Regions from separate parts of the Mus musculus genome. Here regions 1 and 3 are each linked to region 2. The links are chromatin contacts, called in public HiChIP or PLAC-seq maps. All regions are on one chromosome and are shown on one strand. The core of a region is the stretch at or near the end of the contact, and the rest is flanking DNA. Distances in the headings are between cores, read along the strand shown.

Region 1 (4,025 bases), core at 1,340-3,839, 930 kb before region 2:
GTCCCCCAGATCTAGAGACAGCCCTGTGGTGACACCAGGGGACAGAAGGGGAGAAACAGAGGGACTGAGAGCGTGGACAAGTGGGCATTAGAAGTGAGGCCCTGGGGTCAATGGGGGTCCTGAAGGAAGAGGCAGGAGCCTGGGTTCTGGGGGGATCCTCTGTAGATCCTTCTCATGAGCAAATGAGTAGCTTGAACAATGGAGAGAAGGGGTACACATATGAAATCTCCCAATTCCCAGAGGCCCACCAGAGTGTCAAATTGCATTTTAAAGGGGTGGGGGGGGGACTGTCTATGGGCCCTGTCCAGGAAGAAAGGGGTGGCCCAGGCTCTGCCTCCTCCAAATAAACTTGGTGGAACCTTCCCATGCAGCAGCTGTCACAGAATACCCAAGACCCTGGTCACCCCAAATCCAAAGCAAAACAAACTGTGAACCTCAAGGCTCTAGTGGGTGGAAGAGGTGTTATCCCTGGGACCCACAACTTCTCCCTCTCACCCCCAAAACCCAACCTCATTCAAGAAAGCTAAAAAACAAAACAAAATTAAAACAAAACAAAACACTCAAACCAAGTGGGCCTCTTATTGTCAGGATATATCCGGGAATTATTCCCAGTCAAGTTTAAAAACATCCTTTTACCAACATCACCGGGGGGGGGGGGGGAGGTCCCCAAGACCTGGGATTCCCCTCAGGTCCCAGGGGCTCTGCTCCACCAGTGGGGGAGGGGTTCCACCTGCCAGGCCCAATCCACCCACCCCAGGAAAGACTGAGGGGCCAGCACGCAGTTAAACCATTAACTTTTTTTTCCAGTGTTCCCCAGAAAGGAGCTAGGGCAGCAGGGATCCGGAAGCCACAGGCTGGGGAAGGCGATTCTGGGGTTGAGGGAAGACCCACGTCCAGAAGCTCAGGAACCCCAACTCTTTTGTTTGTCAACTCACACAGGGTGTGAAACAGGCACCTCGGGCACCCCGCCCCCACTGCTTTTTGTCTTTTTTTTTTTTCATCCTTTTTGGAGGATGTGTGAAACTGACTCTTTTCTTCTTCTTCTAAGTTGTACGAAACCACACTTTTTTTGTGGGGTATTTGAAACCGATTTTTCTGGGTAACCCCAGGAGAGGTGAAACACTGCTCCAGTGGGGGCGGGTGCCACAAACACTCTTGGGAGGGGAGGAATGGGACAACCTGGGTCATCTTGGATTGGGGGTAGGGAAGCAGAATTGGGGATGACCCCCCCCTTCTCCTCCCTCCCCCATTCCAGCAGCCACTGCGGGAGGAGGAAGGTTGGAAGTTCTGAGGCTCGCAGAGGCCACCATCGTGTCCCAAACCCTGAGCTGTGCCGCGCCCCACATTAACACAGAGCAGATGTTCCCATCTCGGGGTCCCTGTGTCTCCCCTCCTTCTCTGTACCCAGAGATCCCTTTCTTGTAGCAGACAAAAGGACTTGCTCTCTTTCCTCCAAACTCCAGTTTAAATCGGGGGGGGGGCATCCTTAAGTGGCAGGGGGGGTCTTCCAAGATCTCCAGGAGTTGGGGAACCCCAAGTTAACGAGGTGAAGATATTGGGTTCACTCTTCCTTCCAAATTCCAGTTTGGATGGAGATTTGGAGACTTCCCTGGGTGGGGGTGGGTTGGAAAGGGACACCTCCCACAAAATCCCCAAGAATTAGGAACTCTAAATTGTGGAGTGCGATATAATCCTCAGCCTTCCAAACTCCACTAGGATCAAGGGGACACCTCAAGTGAAGAGGTGAAGGTGGGTGATAAGGGGACACCTCCCCTAAGATAACCACGAGTTGTGGAACCACTAGCTAATGGAATGAGGAGGTGGCCCTCTCTCTTCCCTCCAAACTCCAGCTCCGATCAGGAGGACCCCCTCTCTAAGGGCAGATGGAAAGGGAACACCTCCCCTAAGATCCCCACGAGTTGGAGAATTCCTATCTGATGAAGTTGGGTGACCGTCCACAGAGAACCGTCACAAAAGAGGCCTGGGCAAAGTTTGCTCTCAAGTGCGCGCGTCCCCTCCACGTCGCCCCCCTCTCCAGGCGCGCAAAGTTGAAGACAGAGAACAATGCGCCGCCGGGCCCGGGGCCCTGTGCAAGGGGGACGCGTGCACACTCCCCCGGGGGCTCACCCCAGCCCTAGCCTCCCCGCGGACCCGAGAGAGACCCAGAGGCAACTTTTTTTTTCTCATGCACTAAGCAGAGGGGGGGGGTCCCCACCGTGCGCGCGTCCCCGTGAGCCCCACGCGCGCGTCCGGGGCCCCTCCGCGTGCGCTCACCTGCTGGGCGGGGGCATGCACCGGGTGCACCGGGGCTCCCTGCTGCCCACCGCCCTCGGGGACCCCGGGGACAAAAGGGTGGCGGGCGCGTCCCCGAGGGTCGCGCGTGGGCGGCGGGAGCGCGCAGGGCTCGGGGTCGCGCGTCCTTCCTCCTCCCCACTCGCGTTCGCGTCGCCTGGTCTCTCTCGAGCTTCTCTCAGAGCAGGCCCCGCGGGAAGGGACTGTAGCAGAGGCGGCGGCGCGCGGCGGTGGCCCGCGGTGGCCCGCTACGCCCGCAGCCGCCGGCGCTGCCTCATCTTCCTGCGGCGGGAGACATGTTCCGCCCCCCCACCCCGCCCCGCGCCGCCCGCGGAAGCCACGCCCCCAAGTGACCACGCCCACTGTCGCCAAAAGCCACCTCCCCTAAGTCGCTGCAGCCGCGCCCCGACCGGATACACAGATCCCTCCACTACCTCTTGAGGCGATAGTAACATACACCACCTCACAACAGTCACTGCCAGAACACCCACAAAGATTACCATGACACCAAGAATCAACCCGTATCTAATACTAAAGTACTTCCGGCAGAGATAGTCTCTATCAAACCGAGGGAAAGACTTAGGAACTATCTTCCTACGCGGCGGTATACACGCACTGAGCGAAGCGTCCTTGACGCAAGCGGGAAGGACCATTAGATTGAAAGATAAGGACCGCTACAAATAACCAATGGGAAGGTGGAGAGGTTAGATTGGCAGAACTCAAACCATTTATTGCGAAGTATCATCTGCGTTCCCGCCCTACAGCAGAGGCGGGATTCTCAGAGCAAGAGGCCGCGAGAAACTCAACGGGAAGGCGGTGGAAGGGCGGGGTTTGAGATTTTATTTTCGGGTTCTTATGCCCGCCGGCGCCGCCACGTCAAGTGGGTTCTATTTGAGTTTCTAGGATGGGCTCTGGGTGTTATGTGTTCGAGCGGGTATATCAAAGTCGGGATGGGATATCAGATCCTTAATGAGAGGCTAGGAAACGATGGATCATTCTCTCTCTTGCTGAAGGACCTCCACATTGGTCAACTTTTCCGTCTTTTGAAAATAGGTGTTTCGTGGTGCATATAATAAAAAATGCCAGGAGGTGGCGGCACTTTAATCCCAGCACTGGGGAGACAGAGGCAAGCAGATCTCTGTGAGTTCAAGGCCATCCTGGTCTACAGAGTGAGTTCCAGGATAGCCAAGGCTATCCAAGAATCACTGTCTCGAAAGAAAGAAAGAAAGAAAGAAAGAAAGAAAGAAAGAAAGAAAGAAAGAAAGAACAACGAAACAACGAGGGCGGGAGGGGTACTGAGAGGAGAGAGGGTAAACTGAGATTGGGATATAATATATGATAAAATAAATTTAAAAAAGAAAAACACATAATGAGGCCAGGTGTGGTGGCCCATGCCTTTAATCCCAGCTCTTGGGAGGCAGGAGGAGCTCTTTGTTTGAGTTTGAGGCTAGCCGGTTATATAAAGCAAGTTGCAAGCCAGCCAGCTAAGGCTGTCCAGTGAGACCCTGCCTCTCCCTGAGGGTTGTAGAGACAATATGTCCCTCGCGCCTAGCTTCTGCTCAGTCTTCACAGCTCACTGGGGCTCACAGCCCAATGAACACAGCAGAAAGGTGCATGGCACAGTGGGTGTCCAGGTCAGGCAGCAAAGAGGATCCCTAGTGTAGCTGCCTGCTCCCTCTCCCTCACCTTCAGTCAGAGATCAAGGACATGCCCCCAGCATCACACAGGAAGGG
Region 2 (4,205 bases), core at 1,685-4,184:
GTGGTCAGGACCTCCGGTCTGGGCACTAACCCCGTGTGTCCCCCCAGCACAGTGGAGCCTTCGTGTATGGTGCTATGAGCTTTTCGGATAAGGTGGCCAACGGACTGGCAGTCATGGCTGTGCAGAGCCTGCATCCCTGTCCGTGAGTTTTTGTCCCTCAGACTTGGAGAGCATGCATTCCTTACTTTGGGCAGTTCGTTTATTCAGCAAACACTGAGGGCACACAGAGCCACTCGGAACCTCACAGTATTTGTTCCTGAGCCACCCAGCCACCTGTGCTGGCCCAGGACAATGGCAGTCCTGTCGGTAACTGCTAAGCAGAGGTGGGGTTGAGCGTGGGGTCTAGGAGTTTGACAGAAGGCTGGGAGGCTCCCTGAGAACCTAGCCCGTGTGCCAGAACCTCTGTGTCGCTGCAGGGCCCAAGCAAAGGTCCTTGGGCAGGACTGAGGAGACCGTGCAGGAGCCAAGAGACCAAGGGCAGGGCTGTGGGCTGCAGGGGACTGTGAGCAAGCGCATGCAAATGTGCATATTTGGGGGTATGTGTCTAGGGTCCCCTGGAACTTGAAATGGAAACCACAGAGGCAGTTTCAGGAGACACTGCGGCACTCCCCAGGGACCAGCAGCTGGACCTTTCTCTCCTGTCCTTCATTCACCCTCTGTTCCCTAGCTCTGAGCTGTGCTGTGGGGCCTGCATCAGCTTCTACCACTGGGTGATGACAGCAGTGACAGGCGGCGTGGGTGTGGCCGCGGCTCTGGCTCTCTGCAGCCTCCTCATCTGGCCCATCCGCATTCGCAACCGTGGGTCTCCATTACTAGGACTTGGGTGGGGGCGGGGTGCAACCTGGGACCCGCCCTTCCCAACGCCACTCCACTCCTTATTACAGGGGACCCGCGAGACCGGCCTTGACCTCTGGCTCCCCAGGGCGACGTTATGAAGGACCAGGCAGACACCCTGCCCCCTCCCCAACCTGCTCAGGATCAGAGGGCACGGCCTGCGGGTGGGTGTACCCGGCCAAGCTTGCTGAGTGAGCCCTAGGGGCCCGTTGTGCCTCGCCCCACTTTTGACAGGGATGCACCAGCCTACCGGGAGGCTGTAGGGGACACATGCCCGGGCTGCACGTGGGAGAGATCACCTGGCTTACGGGGACACGGACACACGGGTCGGTAGCACGGCTTTATCAGAGCGCGGGTGTGAAAGCCGGAGGAGGCTGGCCGATGGCCGGGCAGGGCCGCTGCAGGCCCCGCTGTCTGAAGTCCTGCGCGGTGAAGCGCGGCCGCTGTGGCAGCGACAGGAGCGGCACATAGTCGGACCGCCAGGGCAGCTTTGCCCCGAACTGGTTCCTGGTGACCACTGCGGACAGGACCGGACGAGCTCTGCAGCTGCGGGGCCGGGGGTGGGGGGGGGGCTCCCAAATCCTTATGCTGACCGAGCCCACCAGGCCACGCCCATCCTGCGCTCCCGCACCTCTGCCCATTGCTGGCCTAGCCCTCCTTATTTTTTCGTTTTTTTTTTTTTTTAATATTGTTTTCTTTTGACACTAGCTAGCCCAGGCTGCCTCCGGGACCAAAAATCCCCCTATCTCTGCCTCCGAGAGTGGAGTGACCCACGTGCAGTACTACCCCCGGCCCCCTCCTGTCCGCATCCCCTCAGCTCACCGAACTCCTTGCCACGGATTTGCCTGTCCCTCCACTGCATGCACCCCCAGCGCGGGCCTGAGTTGAGATACTGCGCGGTTATCGCGGGGTCCCAGAAGGCCATCTCCCGCAAGTGCTGTGTGTAGGCTGCGGGGAGGCACGGAAGGGAGGGTGTCAGTTTGAGACCCACGGGTGTGCACGACCGGAGGTGGGATACTCACCGGGCGGCAGGCCACGCTGGCGACTCTGAAAGCAGCCGTGCCAACGCGTGTGGGCCTCGCGGTACGGAGTGTCAAGAGCACGGGGCAGCTTGTACCAGGCATCACCAGGTTCTGAGTTGGTCAGGCCGGTGAACCACACCTGGCCGGCCGCATCCCGTCCCATGGGCGTGAATTTCCAGCGCACGGCTTGTTTGATGGCCGGCGCCCAACGGGGCCCCTCCAGGGACACGTAGTCATTGCTGAGGGAGGGTGGGGACTGAGCCAGGGCGTCCTGCTGGTCCCAGCCAGCTTTCCTGTCCCAACTCTTTGCCAAGGTGCTGGGTGAGAGTCATCCCCTTCTACCCATCTCCTCTGTGCACTTTCCCACCTGCAGTCTATATCTTGTAGCCGAGAATGGCCCTGTTTGAGGCAGTTGTCAGTGTTGACCTGGCAGCAATCCTGCCTCAGCCTTGAGCCACTTATGGCTGTTGGGGGAAGGAGGGACCAAGGGTGTGCCTAGCCTGTAACTCCCCACAGATGGTGCATGCATGGGAGGCCATGCAGGCTGCAGGAGTGGGGCTTGCAAGGGACCCACGTGAGGTGGCCTGTCATCAGCACCATGGAAGGCCCAAGTGTGAGCAGACCTATGAAATGGGACTTTTCTGCTAGGTGTGGGTGGCGACACTAAGTGTGCCAAGGCAGGAGGATCTCTGTGGGCTTATGAACAGCTCGGGATACACACAAGAATCTAAAAAGGGAGGGCATTCAGGCACATGGCTGCCACTGCAGCACCTGTAGACAGGAGAATCAATAGACCCCTCTGCTTGGGAGTATGAGTGGCAGCACCTGTCTGCTTGGGAGTGGGTGTGTGCAAATGCCTAACTTACAACCCTTGCATACCTCCATCCCAGCCACCTGAGCTGCTGGTAGGGGTAGGGGATCTGGGGTCTGGGTGAAGAAAGGGACCAAGGGCAGGAACCCACCGGTAGAGATGGTCGGGGAAGTAGAGTTCAAGGGTGCCTGAGGGAACAGAGGGCCGAGTAGCCTCCCGCCTCACGTTTTCCATGTCTGGCCCTGCCTGCCCAGAGGCTCTAGTCACCAAGGCCCTGGGGCCATTGTTGACAGGGACAAAGGTATCCCAGCAACAGGGAAGCGGGCAGCCACAGTCTAAGACCTCAGCTTACTTCCTGGTGCGGGGCTGGGACCCAAAGTGTTCCCTCCCCCCTCCCTGCCCCACAGCGGGAGGTCATGCCCTCTAGAGCGTGGGTCTCCACCCCATCTCTGTCCTCAAGACACATCCAAGTAAGGGCACAGTGACAAAGGCCACAAAGTATGGGCCATGATCTAGAGATCCACAGAAGGAAGTGGATACCTAAGTCTTGGGTTGGGGAGAATGCTCTGGGATCACTGGTGGCATCGCTGAACATGCAGAGCCCAGGGCCTGCTCATTCTGCTAGTGCATCCTGTGTATCTCATGACAATAAACAGCAACAACCAATCTCATAGCTCAGTCAACCCTTTACAGTCTGTATAGGCGGCGCTCCACTTGGGTTCCTGTTTTCTCACCAGACATCACCTCCCCCTCTCTGGTCACCAACATGCTAAGCTTGCTCCAGTCAGGGTCCTGGCCAACTTACCCAGGACACTGCTGTGGGGTGGGAGCCCAAGCCACAGGCCCTCCCTGCTTGCAGTTCTGGCTCTGTAGGCTTTGGTCCTTACTCTCTGACTCACCTGCACCCTGACCTGTATACCAGCCCTTCCCATTCATGGCCTTCACAGTCACAGCTGGCTGCTCTGTCCAGGGCAGGTGCCTTCTGAACCACACACACCAAGAAGGTCAGCCAGGAATCAGAAGGCAGGCTGCACCTACCCCTGCATATGGAACACGCCCAGCAGGATTTCCACCAACAGGAGGTCACAAGGGCCTGTGACACTAGTGCACATCTAAAGGCATTTTGCTTTTGGGTACAGATGTCAACAGCAGCAGGTGGCCCTGAACCTTAAACTCCTGTTAAGTGCAGAACCCACTTAGCTCACAAGGCTATGACTCCCACAGGCCTGCAGGCAGCCAACCCCATAGTGACTGTGTCCCAGGGGCTTCTCCAGCCATCAGCAGTTTTGGGGCAAGGCAACAAAACACAGGAGACCGACCCCAAGGTGTCACAAATACATATATACACACGTGCACACACCATAGGCCACAGCCACCACACTGGGAATCCCCAGGCAAGGGGCAGTGGAGATGGGGTATGAAGACAGGGAGGCCCAGGAAGCTTAGAGGCAGCCAGGAAGAGGCAGACAAGGCAGCTGGCTAGGGACAGGGTGAGCTGACACCCACGGGGAGGGGTTACAGAAGGCGCACACACAGAC
Region 3 (4,158 bases), core at 1,013-3,512, 570 kb before region 2:
TATTAAAAAAAAAAAAACTTCCCAGGGTAGCCAGGGGCCCAGAGAGGGTCAGTCCAACACATTTAACTGGGAGCCAATACAAGTAGTCCGCCCATCCTTAGGCAGGCTATTCAGCTGGAACCTGGCCTCCTCGGAGATGCCAAACTGCTCCAGGGGGTCCTGTGGAGGGCACGGTGGCTGTGAGCAAGGCCAGGGAAAGCTGTCCCATCCCTGACCGCCCCACATACCTTGCCAGTCATCTTCCTGATCTCATTCCTGTAGAAGATGAGGCTCTGTCGCATGTATTCGTAGCTGGAGGAAAGGATTGGGCTCACTGTTCACATTCCCCCATGTTTCCACCCAGCTCCCATCAGTCCCTAAAGCCCCACCTGGCCCGCTGCAGAGCTTCCATCCAGTCCTGACACTGCTCTTGGCTACAGCATTCAAAGTGATATTTCCTGCTGAGGTCTTCGACGAAGCCTGGAAAGGGATAAAGGATAAGAGCCACCTCTGGTCAGTGTCCAGTTGGTCTACATCCTGTTGGCCACAAGTCCCAGCTTCCTCTCACCAGGATTTCAAACTACACCTCTTATTCTAACACCAAGTCATCTTCTGCCTGTCTCATGCTGGCTTTGTCCTCCAGAATCCTGACCCCTGAACCCACAAATAGGGGACTCACTGGGAAGTTGGGTTATTGGGAATGGAAGTGGCTAATAGAAGGTCATTAGGTTAGACCCTAAACTGAATGGCAATAGAACATGGGTGATGAAGCCCCAGCATCCGTGTCGGAGAGCAGAACGAATACACCTGTAATGTCAGTGTTCAAGAAAGACTCATGAAAGAGACAGAAGGGTTCGTAGGGCTTGCTGGCCAGTCAGTATAACTTAAAAGTAAGCCCCAGGTGGGACCCTACTGCCAAGCCCAATGACCAGCGTTTTATGCTGGAGACCTACATAGTGGAAGATGAGAACCAACTACTCAAGTTTCCCTCTGGCCTTACTGGCATACTCACACCCCAAAACACGTGTGCACTCGTGCAAGAAGGAGAAAAGAGGGGTACAGATAAAGAACCCCACTGGATAATATAGGTAGACATGATGCCCAAATCTCTACAAGATACTGTAAAGTTCTCGTTAGGGAAGAAGGCTGAGACAGGCCTTAAAGCCTGCCCGTACCCTACCCGTGGCAGAGAGGGCGGCAGAGACTGTTCCTGCTATACACCCCACGTTCGCAGACTGCACCTCTCTCAGTTGGGAACGGGCAGAGGGGTCGGAGAAGAAACTAAGCGAGAACCAGACCCAGTGGGCACTCTGAGTGATAGCTGGGCCAGTCCTGGGCCACCAGCGGACGCGGGATCCAGGACAAACGTAGGCTCCTAAGGGAGTAAAAAGGATCGGGTGTGCGGAGCAGAGTCCGGGATGGAAACTTACTGATGGAGAAGCCGCCCGGTTCTTCCTGGGCCACTCTGCAGCGCTCCAGCAACAGGGCTCCGAGGGGCTGCGCGAGACACGGCCATGAGCGCCGGCCTCCGGGCCGCGCGGGTCCCCCGCGCCCCCCACGCCCCTACCTCGGCCTCGTCCGGGCGGAAGTAAAAGAGGAAGTTGACCACCAGCTTCACCAGTCGCCGCTTGGCCACTGTAGGCACAGGGCGGTGTCAGCGCGGAACTGTTCTCATTCGCCCACCCAGGAACCGCGCCGGCCCGCCCAAGTGCCCCAGCCGCAGCCCCGACTGGCTCACCGCTGCCCTTCTTGGGGCCCCGCATGCCCAGCTCGGCCGCCATCTCTGCCGGCTGTCGGGACAGCGCCTGCAACTCTTTCTCGTTGTACCGCATCCCGCCGCACGGATCCGCGCGAACCAACACGCGCCCTGCCTCTCGGCCGCCGTCCTCCCCGAAGCCGCAGCCAGCGCCACAAAAGTCTCAGAGAGCGATCTCGGAAGTCCCAACCCGGTTACTGCGCCTGCGCGTTGTTGGGCTGGTTGCGCGGCCCTAATTTATGGGTCTGCGCGGTTGAACAGAGTCAGACGGGAAGGAGATGGCCCGTCCTTAAATAACCGCCAGACATACTAAGCGTGAGGTGTAAGTTAGACTCAGAGCACTCCACGATGAGCGAAGCGCCTTCCTGGGCCGGTGAACCCTAACGCTTTCCTCTTGTCACGATAGCCGGCGCCGCTAGACTTAGGGCGGAGCGAAACTGTGCGGTCGCTGCAGTGAGCACGCGCACTCTGCGCCCCGACGCTCCTTTCTCTCCCGCCTACCGAAGACGGAAGTCCATCCGCTGGGCCTGCGCACACACGAAACGCCGACGCCTTTGCTCCCGGAAGGGATCGCTTCGTCGGTCGTGCGCACGCGCGCGGCGAAACCGCGGCCTTGGCGGAGATTAAACCCGGATAGCGAGGCCTTAGCGTTGGTGAGGAGCTGCACAGTTTGTCGGTGGCGGCTGCTCCGTCGGGGAGGCTTGAAGGTGGGAGCGAAAGCCCGGGGGCGGGACGGGGAGAGGCAGCGGCCGCCCTCTTGCCTCAGGATCGGCGCGCGCCCGCCGGGAGAGCGCGCTCTCGCGAGGCCCGTTGGGTCGCCGCGTGATTGCTGGCTTGGGTGGCGCTTCTGTGGCCTCCAGGGTGGTTCGGGGTGTCCGAGTGGCGTCTCGGCGTGTATTTTGACCTCCTTGGTTGTTTCCGTTTCCACCTTCGTTAATCGGGGCCCTGGCGACCACTGCTCCTGTCCACCGGAGCAGGTCCCTTGCTGGGATTGAAAGATAACGGTATCTGCACATAAAAGGGATTTGTCCTGGGACCAGGCCTCCTCCCAGACCATTACCTTAACATATACCACGTCTCTGTCCTTATTGATCGTTCATCGGTAATCTTACGGTAGTCCGTGAGGTTGCGCATCTCCCGTCCCTGCGTCCTGGCCTCCTGTCCCAAGTTTCACGTGTGAGCCCCTCCAGTCATCGGCACAACTTTTCATTTATTTCAGACAGGGTCTCACTGCTTAACTGGGGCTGACCTGCAACTCGGTGTGGAAACTTGGCCGATTTCCAGTTCACAGACATTGCCATGCCTCTGCCTTCTCTCGCATAGTGGGACTTACAGCATGAGCCACCACACTTGGCTGTTTTGATTGGTTTTAAGGAATCGAGGGTTTATTTTGGCTGATGGTATGAAGGTGCGGTCTGCCGTGGTGGTCGTGTTGCAGCAGTAGTCAGCAAGCAGATAAATGCCCTTCCCCGCGTTTTTAAAGATTTTGTTTTAATGTGTCTGTGTGGAGCTTTGTGTGTGAGTGGGGTACCCATAGGGTCCAGAAAGGGATATCAGAGTCCCTGGAGCCTACCGCCACCCTTTTTTCTTTTATCTGAGATAGGATCTCACTGCACAGCCCGGTTTGGTCTCTAACACTAACCTAACCATCTTCCTACCTTGGATAAAGAAATGGGATGAGAAGTGTACACCACCACGCCCTACGTTTTCTGTGTTTCCTGGGGTTGGGAACTGTTGGTGGGCGTTTGCAGAGCTTGGTGCCCCATCCACAGAGCAAGCAGTGTGCTCACCCAGGCCCCAGTTTTGTTTTGCTTTTCTAAGATTTATTTATTTATAATGAGTACACTGTAGCTGTCTTTAGATACACACCAGAAGAGGGCATCGGGTTCCATTACAGATGTTTGTGAACCACCACATCATTGCTGGGATTTGAACTCAGGACCTCTGGAGGAGCAGTCAGTGCTCTTAACCGCTGAGCCACTTCTCCAGCCTGCCCAGGCCAGTTTTGTCCTAGTGTTTGTTTTCCCTCCAAAGCTCATGAACTAACTGCATTTTTGCAGTGGGTACCCATACACATTCAACCTCAAACATGTACCCCTAGGGGACCTTATGCATGATGGACAAGTGTTCCACCCTTGAGGTGCACCCTCACATCTGTGGCTGGATACCCAGGCTCCCTGCAGAGGCCAGGTATAGAGTCCTATGTTCTTGAAAGTTGTCTTTGCCAGCGGTTGAAGTGGTTTTCCATCCTGCTGTTGCGGGTGCCCTCTTGCTCTGAGAAGCCCATGCTGCCACCCTTAGACTCTGCTCTTGCATCTGGCCAACTTCATCTCTGGGAATGTGTCTCTTAGTAGCTTTCAAAGATGTAGACAATGCTCTTTTCAGTCCTTAAGTGGCTGAGTATGAAACATCCGACAAGCTGG

The links. HiChIP or PLAC-seq counts read pairs in DNA pulled down with a chosen protein or histone mark.
Region 1: a contact with region 2 is called in an HNF4G HiChIP or PLAC-seq map of pancreatic cancer cells. The contact joins the promoter of Tcf3 here to the promoter of 4930404N11Rik in region 2. A contact is called at or near these places in 1 of 115 datasets of contacts at active chromatin or transcription factors (pancreatic cancer cells) and 1 of 9 other capture datasets (liver).
Region 3: a contact with region 2 is called in an HNF4G HiChIP or PLAC-seq map of pancreatic cancer cells. The contact joins the promoter of Plekhj1 here to the promoter of 4930404N11Rik in region 2. A contact is called at or near these places in 4 of 39 promoter capture datasets (embryonic stem cells, liver and pre-B cells), 2 of 115 datasets of contacts at active chromatin or transcription factors (embryonic stem cells and pancreatic cancer cells) and 1 of 9 other capture datasets (liver).

What each region holds. Positions count from the first base shown.
Region 1 is chr10:80,431,046-80,435,070 of GRCm38.p6, forward strand. It overlaps Tcf3 (transcription factor 3), which reads right to left and starts at 2,590. Exons shown (of 19, transcript NM_001164149.2): 1 at 2,275-2,590; 2 at 1-23.
Region 2 is chr10:81,362,886-81,367,090 of GRCm38.p6, forward strand. It overlaps 4930404N11Rik (RIKEN cDNA 4930404N11 gene), which reads right to left and starts at 2,935. Exons shown (of 4, transcript NM_001014836.3): 1 at 2,819-2,935; 2 at 1,857-2,095; 3 at 1,657-1,782; 4 at 1,139-1,351. The coding sequence starts at 2,901. The coding sequence ends at 1,179. It overlaps Mfsd12 (major facilitator superfamily domain containing 12), which reads left to right. Exons shown (of 10, transcript NM_028657.4): 8 at 48-142; 9 at 668-798; 10 at 885-3,340. The coding sequence ends at 907. It overlaps Fzr1 (fizzy and cell division cycle 20 related 1), which reads right to left. Exons shown (of 14, transcript NM_019757.1): 14 at 3,994-4,205.
Region 3 is chr10:80,796,364-80,800,521 of GRCm38.p6, forward strand. Plekhj1 (pleckstrin homology domain containing, family J member 1) reads right to left here and starts at 2,263. Exons shown (of 6, transcript NM_023900.2): 1 at 1,718-2,263; 2 at 1,547-1,614; 3 at 1,410-1,476; 4 at 369-459; 5 at 228-291; 6 at 1-159. The coding sequence starts at 1,811. The coding sequence ends at 49. Sf3a2 (splicing factor 3a, subunit 2) reads left to right here and starts at 2,372. Exons shown (of 9, transcript NM_013651.4): 1 at 2,372-2,442.